Regions from separate parts of the Mus musculus genome. Here region 2 is linked to region 1. Evidence: chromatin contacts called from public HiCAR-type data. All regions are on one chromosome and are shown on one strand. Each heading gives the region's core, a stretch centred on a gene start, on an enhancer-like site or on the middle of the called end of the contact. The rest is flanking DNA. Distances are from core to core; before and after follow the strand shown. Region 1 holds the start of Prdm5 (PR domain containing 5). Region 2 holds the start of 2610300M13Rik (a long non-coding RNA gene).

Region 1 (7,420 bases), core at 3,506-6,005:
ACATTTGCCTACTGGATAATGAAGCTGCTCAAGAGCCAGAATATTCATTTTCTTCACTGGTCTAGTCAAGTGTCTAGGATAGACCCTGGCATATAGTGATTAAATGACTGTGCAATATGCCATAAAGAAATAATATTGCACATCTTCACTATGGAATATCTTCAATCACCATAAAAGACCTGTTCATACTACCCAAGTTATGGCACCAGTCTGCATGTTAAAAGAAAGAGACATAAATGATGAAAATTTGACATATTAATTAATTAATTATACACATCTACACAAACAATGGAGTTTTTCATTCAGCCATGCATATTGAAATTATATAATCTGTAGGCAAATCAATGGAATTTGGAGGCCATAGTGCTATATGAAACAAGCTAAGCCCCAAAAGATGAGTATCACATGTGTTCTTTCATATGCCAAGTCTATATTAAAAAAAAATACTAAGACATCAAAATAAAAGCAGGTTTATTTAGGAAAGTGAAAATCAGTGAGGAAAGACAGGGTCAAGAGAGGACAAAGGAGATGAGTGTTGTCAAAGTACATGACATCCATGCATGAAAATACCACAATAAAACCCATTATTTTACACAGTTAACATGGCCTAGTTAGGAAAAAAAAAAAAAACACTGCTAAAATATAGTAATACGAGCCAATGTAGATAAATTAGAGGAATTATTCACACTACTGCTGAATGAGAAATGTCCCATTTTAAAGATAAATAATAATATATTATCATATATTATTGTATTAAGTTTCTATAAATTTATATATTATATATTGCATATATTTATATTTTATATATTCTCATATATTGCATATTTTTATATGTTATAAAAAATAATACAATAAAAATAATCTTTGTGTTTGAGTGCATTTACAAACTTAACATTTAATGATTACAGAGAAAATGCCTTTTTGATAAGAGTATAAGCCAACCAACTATTCCTAATCTGGTCTATGAATAAACAAGTGTTCTGGATTCCAGAGTTCAGGGGAGGGTATTCTATAACTACAGATATACAGACAGATAGATATATAAATGTGTGCTAAATAGAGAATTCATGTTTCATAAGCACTTTACACAGTCTGAAGGTGAGTTCATACATTCAGAACTGTGTTCCCTTTCTGGTATCACATAGCCATACAAAAATTTTCACATTTTGGACACTTCAAATTTTACATGAAGGATGCCCAATTCATGGAATGACCTGAGTTCAAATCTGATGAACCGTCTTAGTGTGGATAGACCTTGCCCTAGCATCAGTTCTGTGTCACCTAGGAAGCAGGTTTTTGCTGTATGGCTTCAGTAAGACCTGAGAAAAGCTGCACAATCGCTATCTGGCATTCACCCTCTGTCTCCTAACACGGATAGTTCCTAACAATCGCAATAGCTTCATAAATGTTTCATTAGCCAAGCTATATTAAATTATAAACAAATTAATTATTGGTAGCTGTTATCAACACAGAAGCAAAATACAAAGTTTCAGTGAAAACATCGTTTTAAATGCATCTTTGATGTATCTCTAAAAGTCTGTCATCACAGCAGGAAATATAAGGCCTCACTGGGTCCCCATGGTGACACCTGACTGTACAAACAGGGGGACAGTGTCACTGCAGTGATTCTATTTCCAGATTAGTGACTTACCATCAGCCGCCAGAAAATGTAATAAACATCTACTGGCAGAGTTTCAGCCCTAAGATAAAAATCCATTTAGAGGGGTCACCTTCAACAGTAATCAGCAAAACATATTAGTACACAAATTCTGGTCTTCCAGTATTAACATGGTAATCTTTCCTCTGCCTGCTTTTCTCTTTTGGGTTTCATGTTTGTTTGTTTGTTTGGCTGGTTGGTTTATTTTGTTTTAATCATATATTTTCCTCCAAACTTCACACTTTCAACTTATCTTTACATTTTTCTTCTATTTTTTACAAACTGGGCATTAAACTTATTTTCACTAACCGTTTTTCATGAGCAGTGTCTCCTTGGTCTGAGAGACAAGGAGTTGACAGTTGATAGTGGGGGAGGCATGGGAACTTCAGAGGCAGCTATAAATCTCTGGTGCGGCCACCCACACCATGACAATGTGTAGAACAGATCACCCGTGATGCTCTTTAAAATGTCATTATTTGTAACCTATTAAATCCTAGTCTGTCTTACATTTGGTCCAAAACACACTTTCTCTTCCCCCTGCTAAAGGCGCACAGCCAGGCTTTAATGCAGGACTGTTACCGTGTTCAACAATCACGTGTCCGTGATTCCTGCAAACAAAGTAAAGCATAACCAGTACATGATGAGCAAGGGTGCATCTTTACAGGACCAGGACATGGTGAAATGTCACTCAAATTGCTCTGTATACAATGGTCCAGATTATCTAGATACAGTTGCAGAGCCCCACTGAAGGAATGCTTCAAAAGGGGTGGGTCTAGAGAAATAAGGGGTGCCTTCAGAAAAAGTACCTCAAACAACCTATAGAAAGTACAGGTATGGATTTTCTTGGGGCTCTTGGAAGATTTCCCCAAGCCTATTCTGGATTCTAATGTCTGAATTTTCAAATCAACAAAGAACTTGAATCTCAATCACTTTGTAAAACAGATGAATTATATAAGCACACCTGCTATAAAAGTATGCTATGACATCTGTTGTTGGCAACACATGGTCTAAAGTGGTAAACCTCACAATCTGCTTAGAAGAGCATGAGGAGTTTTTAATTGAGGTCCTTAACATAGCTCCAATCACAGCTGTTGTCATCTCAGACCTCTTGAAATATAGTCAGGAGATATGTACATGGGTGACTTGGGAAATAATTAAGAGATGAGATGTGGTGACATAGGTAAGGCGTGTAAGAACACTCAGCTTCTTCTCACAAGCCTGGGAGGCTTCAGCTTTGTCCTTGGAGTACAGGGGAGGAAACAGCTGCCGTACAGGCATCAGGGAAGCTCTCCGTGAGCTTGTGATTGCATATCTTAGAATAACAACTCTGTCAAAAACAGGCTGGGTTTCTGTAAGCCACATTGTGTGTGGTCATCATGCTAGATGTTATCTGGATGAAAATCTGTTGGTTTGTTTAAGTGATATCAGCAGCAGAAGATGAATGCCTACCAATGCTGCAGTAGGATGGCTCAAGATGCTTCAGCCCACACCAACGAGTACTCCCAACACAAGGACATGAAAATGTCAAAGAGAATGCCCTGCTCAACTACCAAAAAATGGTCTGAGTAAAGCAGAAGGAGGATTGTGCAGTAATTCTTACTTTTGGACAGCTGTCTGGTGTCCTACTATTCGTGAGCACAAAATTATTCTTAATTATAGTTACACCAGAAACCTTCAGGAAAAGTCCATTTAGGGGTTTTTCATGCTGTAAGACCTAAACAGAAGCATATGTCAATGGGACATGGGAGTCATTTGATGATGGTGATACTTGGCTTTGCAAGACTGCTGATTTTGACATTTCGTCATGTGGCAATATCTATCCAACTCATCACTAAATGGAATGAAGTATTAACTCCTGTGTTTTGTTTGTCTACATTTAATATGTGAGTTGTTTTTTGTTGTTGTTTTGTTTTGTTTTGACCACTTGACCTATGGTAACTTCTTGTAGGTCATGTTGTGAGCCCAGAGCTACATTCACACACTACCCTCTGAACCTCTGCTTTTCTAAGTATCTGCTAACAGGGCAAAATCAAAACAGCGAGGAGAGGCCGGGAACGTGTCAGGGGCAAGGTTTATAAACATGTTGTTCCATAACAGAATGTTCTAGAAAGAGCATATGTTTTCCTTTCAGAAACCATGGGTTTGAAGCTTAATTCGTTAACTTGGCAGGTTAACTGCAGCATTCCTATGCTCACCTCTTAAATGATAACTAAAAGACAGTTCCCCAGAGTACTGAGGGGTAAAGTCAAATGATATATATGGACAAAGTACCAAGCATTGGCCCTGCTCTGTGAACCTTGGATCTGCTTACTCTAGATGTCTCTGCCCTGACTCCTCTATTTCAAGTCTGCTAACCCACAATAGCTCAAGCCACCATGTTCTAAAGTTATAACTTAAGATTTGGAGCGCTCTGGTTTCCTGTCTTCTACATCTCTCCAATGAACAACCAACATCTATAGTGGGTCATCTCACAGACAGGGAAACCTGCGCTTAACTTGATCCCATGCCTGTGCCGTTCTGGAAGGTGATCCAATGCCAGGATAAAATTCAAAAACTCAAAGAAAATAGGCCGAAGATCCAGATACCACCCCCAGGATGGCAATGTCGGGAAGGCCTGCTTCTGTGGCTCCCGGGCCTGCACTGGGCTGCAAGCTGCCAGGGCCCATCTGCACAAGCAGTGAGGGGTATGACCAGGCTGCCAACTGTTCAGAATTCAGGAGCCGTCCGGCGCTGGGCTGGGGGAGACTGCAGCCCATGGGAGCCTCTCGCCACAGCCGCGAAAGACAACCAGACACCCGCTCCCTACAGGCCCGTTCTCCCCGCAGGCCCTGGGACGTGGCGCGGCCTGAGCGGGCCGCTCACCCACCTTGCGCACGCGGCGGGCCGTGTAGAGCCCCATCCCGTCCTGGACCCGGGACGACTTCAGGGCGAACCTGTCTGGTACGTACATGCCCAGCATCCTCCGTGGCTCGGCCGCGCTCCGGAGGCGCCGCACGTGGAGATGGGGTGCGGGCCTGGGGCGGCCGGGAGGAGGAAATGAGCTCGGCTCCCAGAATCCCCACCTCCCTCCTCGGCTCCCCGCGGCCAGGCCCCTCCTCGGCCGGGGCAGGCGCGGCCGGAGCGGTGGGGAGCCCAGGCCACCGGGCCGCGCTGATTGGCCCAAAGTTTGTGGCGCCGGCTGGAAGCCTCAAACCCCAGGCCATGGAGCTTCCAGCTCCGAGATGAGGATGAGCCTGTAGCCACATCGACCCTCCTCACCATCTCTGCGTTCGGCAGAGGTTCCCGCATCTCCTCAGATGCAGAATGAAATAGGCCTTGGCATTTCCAAAACAGCCTTTTGCTAACCACAGCCGAGACCAACCCAGAAAGTCTGGGAAACCTTTGAGTCTTACTGGATGAGTGTTCCAGGGTTGAACTAAGGAGAGGCCAAGGAGTCTGCTCTATTTCAAGATGAGAATTGGATATAAGTATTTAAGTAATATGGTGAGGAGCCTTCTGGAAAGTGATTATTACTTTCCAAGGCTTGTGACTACCAAGTCCTCTTACCAGATTTGTTCAAGTCAGACCCCGGGCCTTGCATTCCATTCAACAAGACTGGGTTACCAGTCCTTAATAGACCAGTTATCCTGGTTAGGTTTTTTTTGTTAACTTGACACAAGCTTGAGCCCTCTGGGAAGCTGGAATTTAAATTGAGAAAATGTCCCCATCAGATTGCTCTGTAGGAAGTCTGTGGATCATTTTTCTGGATTAAAGATTGGAATGGGAGGGTCTAGCACATTGTAGATGGTGACATCCCTGGGTCACATGGTCCTAGGTTGTCTTTTAAAAAGGCAAGCTGAGCAAGCCATAGGGAGCAAGCAGTGTTTTGTTCTGGCTCCTGCTTCCAAGTTCCTGCCTTGAGCTCTTGGCCCTGACATTTTTCAATGATGGACCAAGATGGGAAACATACGCCTCTTGCCCTGTCCTCTCCCCCAAAAAGTCCTTTCCTCCCCAAGTTCCTTTTGGCCAGAATGTTTTATCACAGAAAATAGAAATCAGAGTAGAAAGCAGAGTAGCTGTTAAAAGGACTGTAATGTAGTCCTTGGTAATGTCTCGCCAAAACTCATGTGTTGAATACTTTTGGGAAGTGATTGTATAAGGAATGTTCTAGCCTAGTCAATGGATTCATCCATAGACATATTCATTATCCAGTGCTACTATTGGAAGCTGGTAGAACTTAAAAGATAGAGCCTGATAGGACAACGTAAGTCATTAAATGAGCATTCTCTTAAAGGACATTAAGGTCCCTCTTCATCTTTCTCTGATTCCTGGATGCCAAGGTGAGCAGCTTTTCTCTACCTTTACATCAACGTGCCTCTGTGTTGCCATGAGACATGAAAGTGATGGAGCCACGAAACCTCTCAGCCCATGAAACCAAATATATCTTGCCTCTCTTTGTTGCGTGTCTCCAGTGTTTCCTTTCCAAGCTAGATAACACATCAGGATAAACACTAAGATGGTTATACTGTGGTCAGTTGTCCAAGTCAATTCATTCAACTGTGTTCAACAAAAGATAAAGCACTGCTTTCTGCAGAAGGATCTATAAGATAAAACTGAGCAGATATGTGTCCTGTTTATACCTACAGTTCACTTATAAATTCAAAACCTGCAGAAGTGATGGAACGTGAAAGTATTTGTAATTAACCAACAAGGCAGGACTAATGTTCTTACACCGATTTCCCCTTTTCCACTATAAAACCAAAGAGTGACTTGAGCTCTGAGTTCTTTTAAAAGAACTTACCTTACCCAACTGTATTGACTCAAACATGACTGATACAACTGTCAGATCTGTTTTGGCTCACAGGTTCAGTTTGGTGAGTTATGGTGAGAAGGTCCTGTAGATTCAATCAGTTCACATAATGGTAGTTCTGGAAACAGCAAGACAATAGGCAACATGGACTAATACAACCAACAAGAACCTACCCCCCCCAAGGCCTACTACCCCCAGCATGTGTCCGCTTCTGAATTTACAGAGCTTCCCAAAAGAGCACCCCATTTTCAGAGAAAGTACTCCAGTTATGAAAGGATGGGGTTTATTGTATATTCAAACCACAAAACAGATAATTCTGAAGAAGTATGCAGTTTTCCAGAACCATCTCAAGCCACGTAGATATAATATAGTAATATCTCACTGGTTACGTAATGCAGAGGCAAGACCAACTTGCCAACAGAGAAAAAGTTTCAATTTTCCTACTGTCTGAAAGCTTATGGGCTGAAGCAATGGTGCTACCAACAAGATATTATCAAGATGCAAAAGTGGCACTTGTATTATAGGTACAACCAACAGCTACCTAATTAAACCTAAAATCCACTGAATTGGAGAGAAATCATGCCTGAGATATCAAGCCCTAGAGGAAAGCCTACTACTACCACATTTCTAAAGTAAGGTGGTTTCCAACTGCAGTCTGCGAAATACTCAACCTTATACCCATGGGTATGTTCAGCTACCACATCTTATAAAAGAAGCTTCTTTTTGCAGCAGATAGAGAGTATCAGAGAGATCCATAGCTTGTCAAAATGCAGAGAATAAATGACCATTGGATGCAAAATTCCAAGTGAGATATTTATAACTCCTATACCTAACACTCAGACAGAAGAGGGACTAAATAGATTGAAGAGTCCTAAGGTACAGAACAACTACTTTGTCGTAGTTTCTTCAGGACAGGACAAGGATTTTTCTCCCATGACCTCTCAATAATATGGATGTCTGCACAAGACAAACAA
Region 2 (7,420 bases), core at 3,467-5,966, 690 kb before region 1:
TGCAGATGATACAGGTTTTGGGGTGGATCAACTCAGAGCTCTGGATCTGGGCCTGGGTGGTAGCTGAGGTGGTCAGTGTGCTGGCTCTCCTTTCTCCCTACCACCAGGGTGAGCTCTCCAGCACTGCTCTGGCTAGGCAATCTGATACCACCATTGGCAGGAGGCCAATGTTCTCATGCCTCAGGGAGGCTCACCTTCACCAACAGCTCCATCTTCACTCCACTCTGCTGTCTAGTCAAGGTGTGGGGTTCACTTTCCCTAGTGCTGCAGCTGGCAAGGGGTGGGGCCAGCTCTCCTGCTCTCAACCTGAGGGCTGGCTTGCCAGTGCCATTGCCACCATCAGGGTATATATACTCCACTATGTTGCTCAGGCGAGGTGTACAGGACCAGTTCTCCAGAGTGCTGATGCCAGTGAGAGGTAGGGCCAGCTCTCCAGAGTGGGGGCAAGTTCTGAATATCCCCTGGACATGTCCCCACCCTCCAGGGTCATCTCAATGTTTTCTAGGGTTAATAGGAGCCACGGACATTGACACTGACCCTGCCACTGTGTAGCCATAGCCCTCCACGGAGGCTTTGGCTGTGACTTCACCATGGTCCCAGGTAGTGGAGCCGGTCACTCACAACAGGCTACTCCCCTCCACCCTGAGTCTTCTAGTTCCATTTTTCTTCATAATGCTCAAACTGCTCCACTTCTTTTTCTCTCCAATCTGTCAACCACATATTTGTACATAATGGTGTCCCCTGCTGTAGACTTACCACTGCGACTGGTGGGCCCCTGTGTGACAGGTGTGGTGGCAAGGAGGTATCCATGGCCCACCTGTGCTGTGTACAGAACAGCAGGTCTGTGGGTGGCATGGTGGTCCATAGGTCTCTGTCTGTCTTCCTCCTCCCTTGCTGTGCTGTGTGGTGGTAGGGAGGGCTCCATGTATCTATGGCCTGCCTGTGCTCTGGAGTGGAGGGCAGAACTGTGGCTGTTTATTCTTGCCCATACCTTGTGGCATGGCACAACCCAGGTCTATGTCTGTCTTCCTTGTTCTGTGCTGTGCTACCTGGATTTGACTTGATTCAATTTTTATGTGTCCAGGCATAAAACACCTTTGGCCACCAAGTCAAGCATCAAGCTAGGATGAACAAAGGACTGCCATCTGCTCTGCCCCTGACTGATATAAGAACACCGCCACCAACAAGGTGTCTTTCTGCCCAATATGGAGGGGGGGGGGTTGATATCCAAATTCTTTGATTAAATTTAAGTCTATTTTCCCATAAACCGACTTATATGTTATACAAATTATGTTTTCCACCTGATATCTTTTTTAGCTAAGACACTGCAAAGTAATTCCTGGTCTTAGACTAATTTTTTATTATTTTAAATACAATATGCATTACTTTCATATAACAATTTTTTTGATTTGTTTTTATTTTATATATGTGAATACATGTAGCTGTCTTCAGACACACCAGAAGGGGACATCGGATTCCATTACAGATGGTTGTGAGCCACCATGTGGTTACTGGGAATTGAACTCAGGACCTCTGGAAGAGCAGTCAGTGCTCTTAACCGCTGAGCCATCTCTCCAGCCCCTCATATAACAATTTTTGTCTTATTTTCTGTCTGTTGTTTTCTAATTTACTCTGTTATCAGTATTGGTATCTCAAACATTTCATACTCACAATCCTAATTGAATTTTTGTGACCTGGTGTTGATACCCTTCTTGGGGCTGAAGATATGGCTAAGTGATTAAGAATGCTTATAGCTCTGTAATAGACTCACAATAATCCTTAGTCCATTTACAGGGCTGGACACTCTCTTCCAGCCTCTATGGGCATCATGTACACACATGATACACATGCATGCATGCATATAGAACAATCATACACACAAACTTAAAAAATGTCTTAAAATTGCTAAAACAAAACAAAATCTCTTGGATTTCCTTACATAGCCTAGTAAGACGACTTCACATTTTTTCTACTCGTATGAAACATTATATGTTCTGGGCTTCAGTCTAAAGATGTGCTTATGAAATTGTAGTTTAATACTGCCAGTGTTCACTATTGAGTAAGTATTCCCCAGATCCTGGCATGCAGTTATTTTAATTTTGTTCAAAAATATGTGCATTTTGAAAGAATTGTAAGAATTCTAAACTGATGTGAAAAAGCCCATATTTCAGAGTATCTCTGCATCTATCCCGTGCAGAGGATTTCACATGTATCGATTTCAAGACTGACTTCTGCTACAGGAAGCAATAGAGGTGACTCCCTCAAGCTTCTATTTTAAGTGGACTATCCTTGTGTTTATTAGAAATTACAACAAAGCTATTAATTCATATACACCATTTTGTTTTACTGATTGAGACTAATTTAAGCCATCAATTTACCAACACTAATGATAAGTTCATTGGCTGTCAAATGTCAGCATGAATGAGAAATTGCCATATTGGAAGATCAATGGTAAAGTGGAACTGTCCCAATGTTTTCGCAAATCTTAACTGCTTTGCTGGATAGAATGTAGCAGGATTCTTCTGTCTGTTTCTGTACTTACTCTGCTGTCGATCATACATCACACTGCTTTTTAGAGAACTCCATTATCGACTTGTGAAACCTGTTCTGGGTTAGCAAATACCGCAGGAGAGACCATCTGCGGGCAGGACTCTGGAGCTCACATAGGAAGCCATCACATAGCAAACCAGCTGTTAATTTTCTTGTGCTTCAATATGCCTTATAAAAGAAAACAAGCAATAGCATTTATATTTCAGACTGTTTTGAGGGTTAAGTGACTCAATACATGGTTTATAATTACAATGTATTTAGCGTTAGAAATTATCAGTTTTGTAGCTAGAACAATATAGTCTTTTCTATCTTATATATCATTGATTTTCAATGTTTTTTTCCCCAGATCCAAATTTCTATTTGCTTATTTTAAGTGGGGGAAATAAAAGAAACATCTTTGATAACAATTAACTTTCAGGTGATGTTAGTCATTTGACAATCATTTTGCTATGTAATTGCAATTCATAATTATATCTGAATTACCTATTAGGACTTAAAAAGGTACTTTATAAAATTAAAGTTAATCCCAAACTTAATTTTAGTTTTCCCAGGCTGTCTTTAAAGTTGATGTATAAATGAACATGACTTTGATCTTCTGACCTTCCTTCTCCCATCTCCCAAATTCTGGGATTACAGGCATTGCACACTCTGTCTGTGTAGAACTGGGGAAGGAACCCAGTGTTCATTCATGCTTGGCAAGTAGTCTACCATCTCAGCTACATCCTGGGCCCCACAAACATTTTAATGGCCTATTAAATTTTATCTGTACATATACATCAATCTTCCTTTACATTATGGACTGTAACATATTTGCCTTTATATATAGTTTTGGTGGGTTAGGAGAACACAGGAAAGTCTAAATTTAATTAAATAATCAATAACTGTGTATTGTGTACAGTCCAGGAGAACACATGCATTGAGCTAACAGCAAAATAAGCAGGTAACTAAGAATGTGAGGAGATATAAAGTTAATTTTCATGTTGTATTTTACAATTTGAATATTGTCACTCCATTACTTGCCAGCATTTCAAAGGTATTGTTACTATACTGTGCTATCTATAACTAATCAAGAAGTGACAGTAAACACACACAGCTCATAGAAGAGCTTCAGTTGACGTGTGTGCTGCTGCAGCTCTGATACTAAATAGTAAGACTGTCTAAATACATTATCAGAACTTTTGCCTACTTTTTCTCAGTTAAAAAGATATCCAGTTGTCTAAAACCTCTCAAAAATAACTTTCACGTTGTTATTCTCAGAATGAACATTTAGAAATGTTTGCAAAATGTATGATTATTTTTCGATCTAATGAACTTATTTTTTTCAAAACTGGCGATGGAACTCTGTACCTTGTGTGTACCAAGCAGCACAGTACCACTGAGATGCACTCTTCCTAAGCTAGAATATATGGAAATAGAACTTTCAGTTCATCTTTGTGTTCCTAGAACAGGGCAAATTCTGTTTGGTTCACCCAGAAACTGTGTTTCTACCAGGAAATGCTCATCAAAGACTTATAATTATGAATTTTAGATTCTTCAGTTGAAACAGAGAGTTGAGACTATTTTCCTGGATATATGCGGAAAAACAATAAGTGTTTTTTTTATAACGAAACATTGTAAGGACAAGGGCTAAGCTACTTTGGAAGTTGTGCTTATTCAACAATGGTAAGAAGGCTGTAGTTTTAATTTGTTTCAGTAGATGGCACTAGGGTCTCAAGTAAAAACTCAGTTTTAGGAAAAACAAAAAAAAAATGTCTTTACTATTTAAAACAAAGCAGATGTCATAAAAATCCATGGGACTATTATATGAATAATCACATACGTACAAACAAGTGGAAATTAAATATTCATCAGATATCTTGCTTCAGCTTTCTTAACCCTAAACAATTGTGGAAGATTAGATAGATTGAAGAGAGAAATAAACACAAACTTGAAGATTATAGTTCCGCAGAAAAGTCTCCAGGATGTTTTTAGTTACAGTTTCCTTGCAAGATTTATTTCTTTAAAATATTTTAAAGAATCACATTATTTTCTCCTTTTCTAGTTGTACTCACTAGCTGTTCACAACTTGGACACGGAAGAAAGCCTAGAAGATCTCTACCTAGAATTCACAAAACAAAGCAAGCACATACACGTTGTTTGAAAAGATTCCCTCCTTAGAAGCCTTGGCTCTTTTTGTGAACATTGTTAGGATCTACTCAGTGGAGAGAGCTGTAGTTTTATTCCTTCTGATATCTGAGACCAACAAGTAAGTGTTCACCCTGGAAGTCTCTCATTTTCTTTGACTGTTTCTTATTTTTTATACAAAGACTCACCATGTAGCCCAGGCTAGCCTAGAACATAAGATCTCTTCTGTCTCTTTCCTTAGTGTTGGGACTCCTTGATTTAAAACAATTACCCTTTATTTCTATCTCTTCTTATAGAAAACTGGGTATCTTGGATGTAGTGTTTGCAACTCTTTATTACAATCACTCTTTATCTTTTCCTAGGCTCAATGATTATTACCAGCTGGTTAAAATACAGTGTTTGTAAAACAAACCAGTATTTCCTTGTATACTTTAAAAGTATGATTATATTATATAAACATATTACAACTATTCTCATTTTCTTTAACCAGATAGAAGTTAATGATTAGAGAAATCCACATCTCTACTTAAAAAGTTTTAAAATACTATGAGAGGATATTGATGTAGAGAAAATTTTCATGGAAAATGTATGACATAATAATTACACAGTAATAAAAATATAGGAGCATAAAGACAAAAGAAGTACTGAGATTTTAATTCTGTGATTACACAATTGTGTTTTTACAAGGAGCTAAAACTGTTTGGCTTCAATAGTGTAACTTCCCAAAAGTCACTTTGTTGTGATGTCCCCAAATTCCAGAGCTTTCTCTTTGCCCTCACCCAATCCGACTCACTGGCTCATCTTTGGCTTTTGTGTGGTGTCTTCACTGAGTAAAGCCACGACAGAGGAATGGAACCACAGTCTCCTCCTGAGTCCACATCGTCCCCAGTGCAAACACGTGTTGCAAAGGATTTCAGTTTTACTATTGCAGTCAGTAGAGAAACCAACTGGGGATAAGTTTGAAGGACGTGCTGCTGATCTTAGATGCCTTCTTGAAGTCAACCACATAAGCAGGTAAGTTTTTATGCTCCTTTCGAGTAACTAAGTTTTTCTTTCTTTTTTCTTTTTTTCCATTTTACTTTGTTTTGAAGGGACACAGGGTTATGAGTCAGCGCTTTTAAGAGTCAGGAAGGAACCAATAGAAAAAGAGGATTCCCTGCTCTCTGCCTGTTTGATGGGACTTTATTACTGGAGTTTGCCACATGGCAGCAGTTACCTTAAGGTGGAATTTGGAGATGGCAGTGGAGAGCAGGGAGAAGCAGCACAGAGCATTGAAACGCCATAGAACCCGCACAGATGCAGGCTGGGATGCTTTTACAAAACATTGTTTCTGACGGAAAGTTCGACTTTGCCCCCTCCCCCTTAAATTACAGCAACAGATACAGGGAAGATTATTGTAAGATTATTATTGAAAAGGTTTGCCTGTTCTGTCAGTGTCCCTGAGTGTTAGTGTGGCTTTAATCCCTTACTAGCTATGTGGTAGTGTGAATGAATTTCTTTTTACCTTTTTTATTTTAAAAATAAAAACAAATAAATTACTTCATTACAGAGACACTACCTTCAAAAAATAACAGCATCCACAACAGCCCCTTATTGTCTAGAGTTTGCAACATTCACACTGAAATCTCGGGCAGTGAATACAACTTTGGCCCATTCAAAGGGATTTCTGGTGTGAGGCACATCACATCAAACAGGGCAGCTTTATCGTCCACCATGTTCTTCGTTGCCATGAACTCTGAGAGAACAGAATTTGTTCACAGGGTGAAACACATGTTTATGGTGTGAATAAACTTCTCAGATTCAAATCTGTGTGACATTGGTAGACACAGGAATTCTGAGGCCAAATGGGATGTTTGTGGCCCGTATTTGCATATCAATGCCCAGACACCCTTTTAGGAATACTGCTGCTTCCTGACAATGCTGCTGTCTGAAGTCTGGGGAAAGAAAACCCATAAAAGTTTGGACTCTTACAGGGAAGGTGCGCAGATATCTTGTATTTGGACCTCCTCCTGGCCGAAGAAGAAGGCCCAAGACAGGACCTTTCTCAGACACTGTGTTGCTTTGGCGAGCTTGCCAGCAGAGAGTGCTCTGAGCACTGAAACTCAGAGGAGAGAATCTGTCTCCCAGGTCTGCTGATAGACGGTAACAGAATCACCAGAAGAACAATCTCTAAACAGAGTCAACTATAACTACTAACTCCAGAGATTACCAGATGGCGAAAGGTAAACGGAGGAATCTTACTAACAGGAACCAAGACCACTCACCATCACCAGAACCCAGCACACCCACTTCGCCCAGTCCAGGGAACCCCAACACACCTGAGAACCTAGACCTAGATTTAAAAGCATATCTCATGATGATGGTAGAGGACATCAAGAAGGACTTTAATAAATCACTTAAAGAAATACAGGAGAACACTGCTAAAGAGTTACAAGTCCTTAAAGAAAAACAGGAAAACACAATCAAACAGGTAGAAGTCCTTACAGAAAAAGAGGAAAAAACATACAAACAGGTGATGGAAATGAACAAAACCATACTAGACCTAAAAAGGGAAGTAGACACAATAAAGAAAACTCAAAGCGAGGCAACACTAGAGATAGAAACCCTAGGAAAGAAATCTGGAACCATAGATTTGAGCATCAGCAACAGAATACAAGAGATGGAAGAGAGAATCTCAGGTGCAGAAGATTCCATAGAGAACATCGGCACAACAATCAAAGAAAATGGAAAATGCAAAAAGATCCTA

What was found. HiCAR-type assays count read pairs that join an accessible place to other places.
Region 2: a contact with region 1 is called in a HiCAR-type map of astrocytes, with 7 times the contacts expected there. The contact joins the promoter of 2610300M13Rik here to the promoter of Prdm5 in region 1. A contact is called at or near these places in 13 of 39 promoter capture datasets (the 3T3-L1 cell line, cranial neural crest, embryonic stem cells and 7 more), 3 of 484 Hi-C or Micro-C datasets (bone marrow-derived macrophages, cortical neurons and nephron progenitors), 6 of 115 datasets of contacts at active chromatin or transcription factors (astrocytes and embryonic stem cells) and 4 of 9 other capture datasets (adipose tissue, embryonic stem cells, liver and 1 more).

Annotation. Positions count from the first base shown.
Region 1 is chr6:65,776,297-65,783,716 of GRCm38.p6, reverse strand. Prdm5 (PR domain containing 5) reads right to left here and starts at 4,755. Exons shown (of 15, transcript NM_027547.2): 1 at 4,524-4,755. The coding sequence starts at 4,616.
Region 2 is chr6:66,463,779-66,471,198 of GRCm38.p6, reverse strand. It overlaps 2610300M13Rik (a long non-coding RNA gene), which reads left to right and starts at 4,716. Exons shown (of 3, transcript XR_869151.1): 1 at 4,716-4,795; 2 at 5,434-5,688. LOC115490475 (a small nucleolar RNA gene) reads right to left here and starts at 1,214; the gene lies at 1,073-1,214.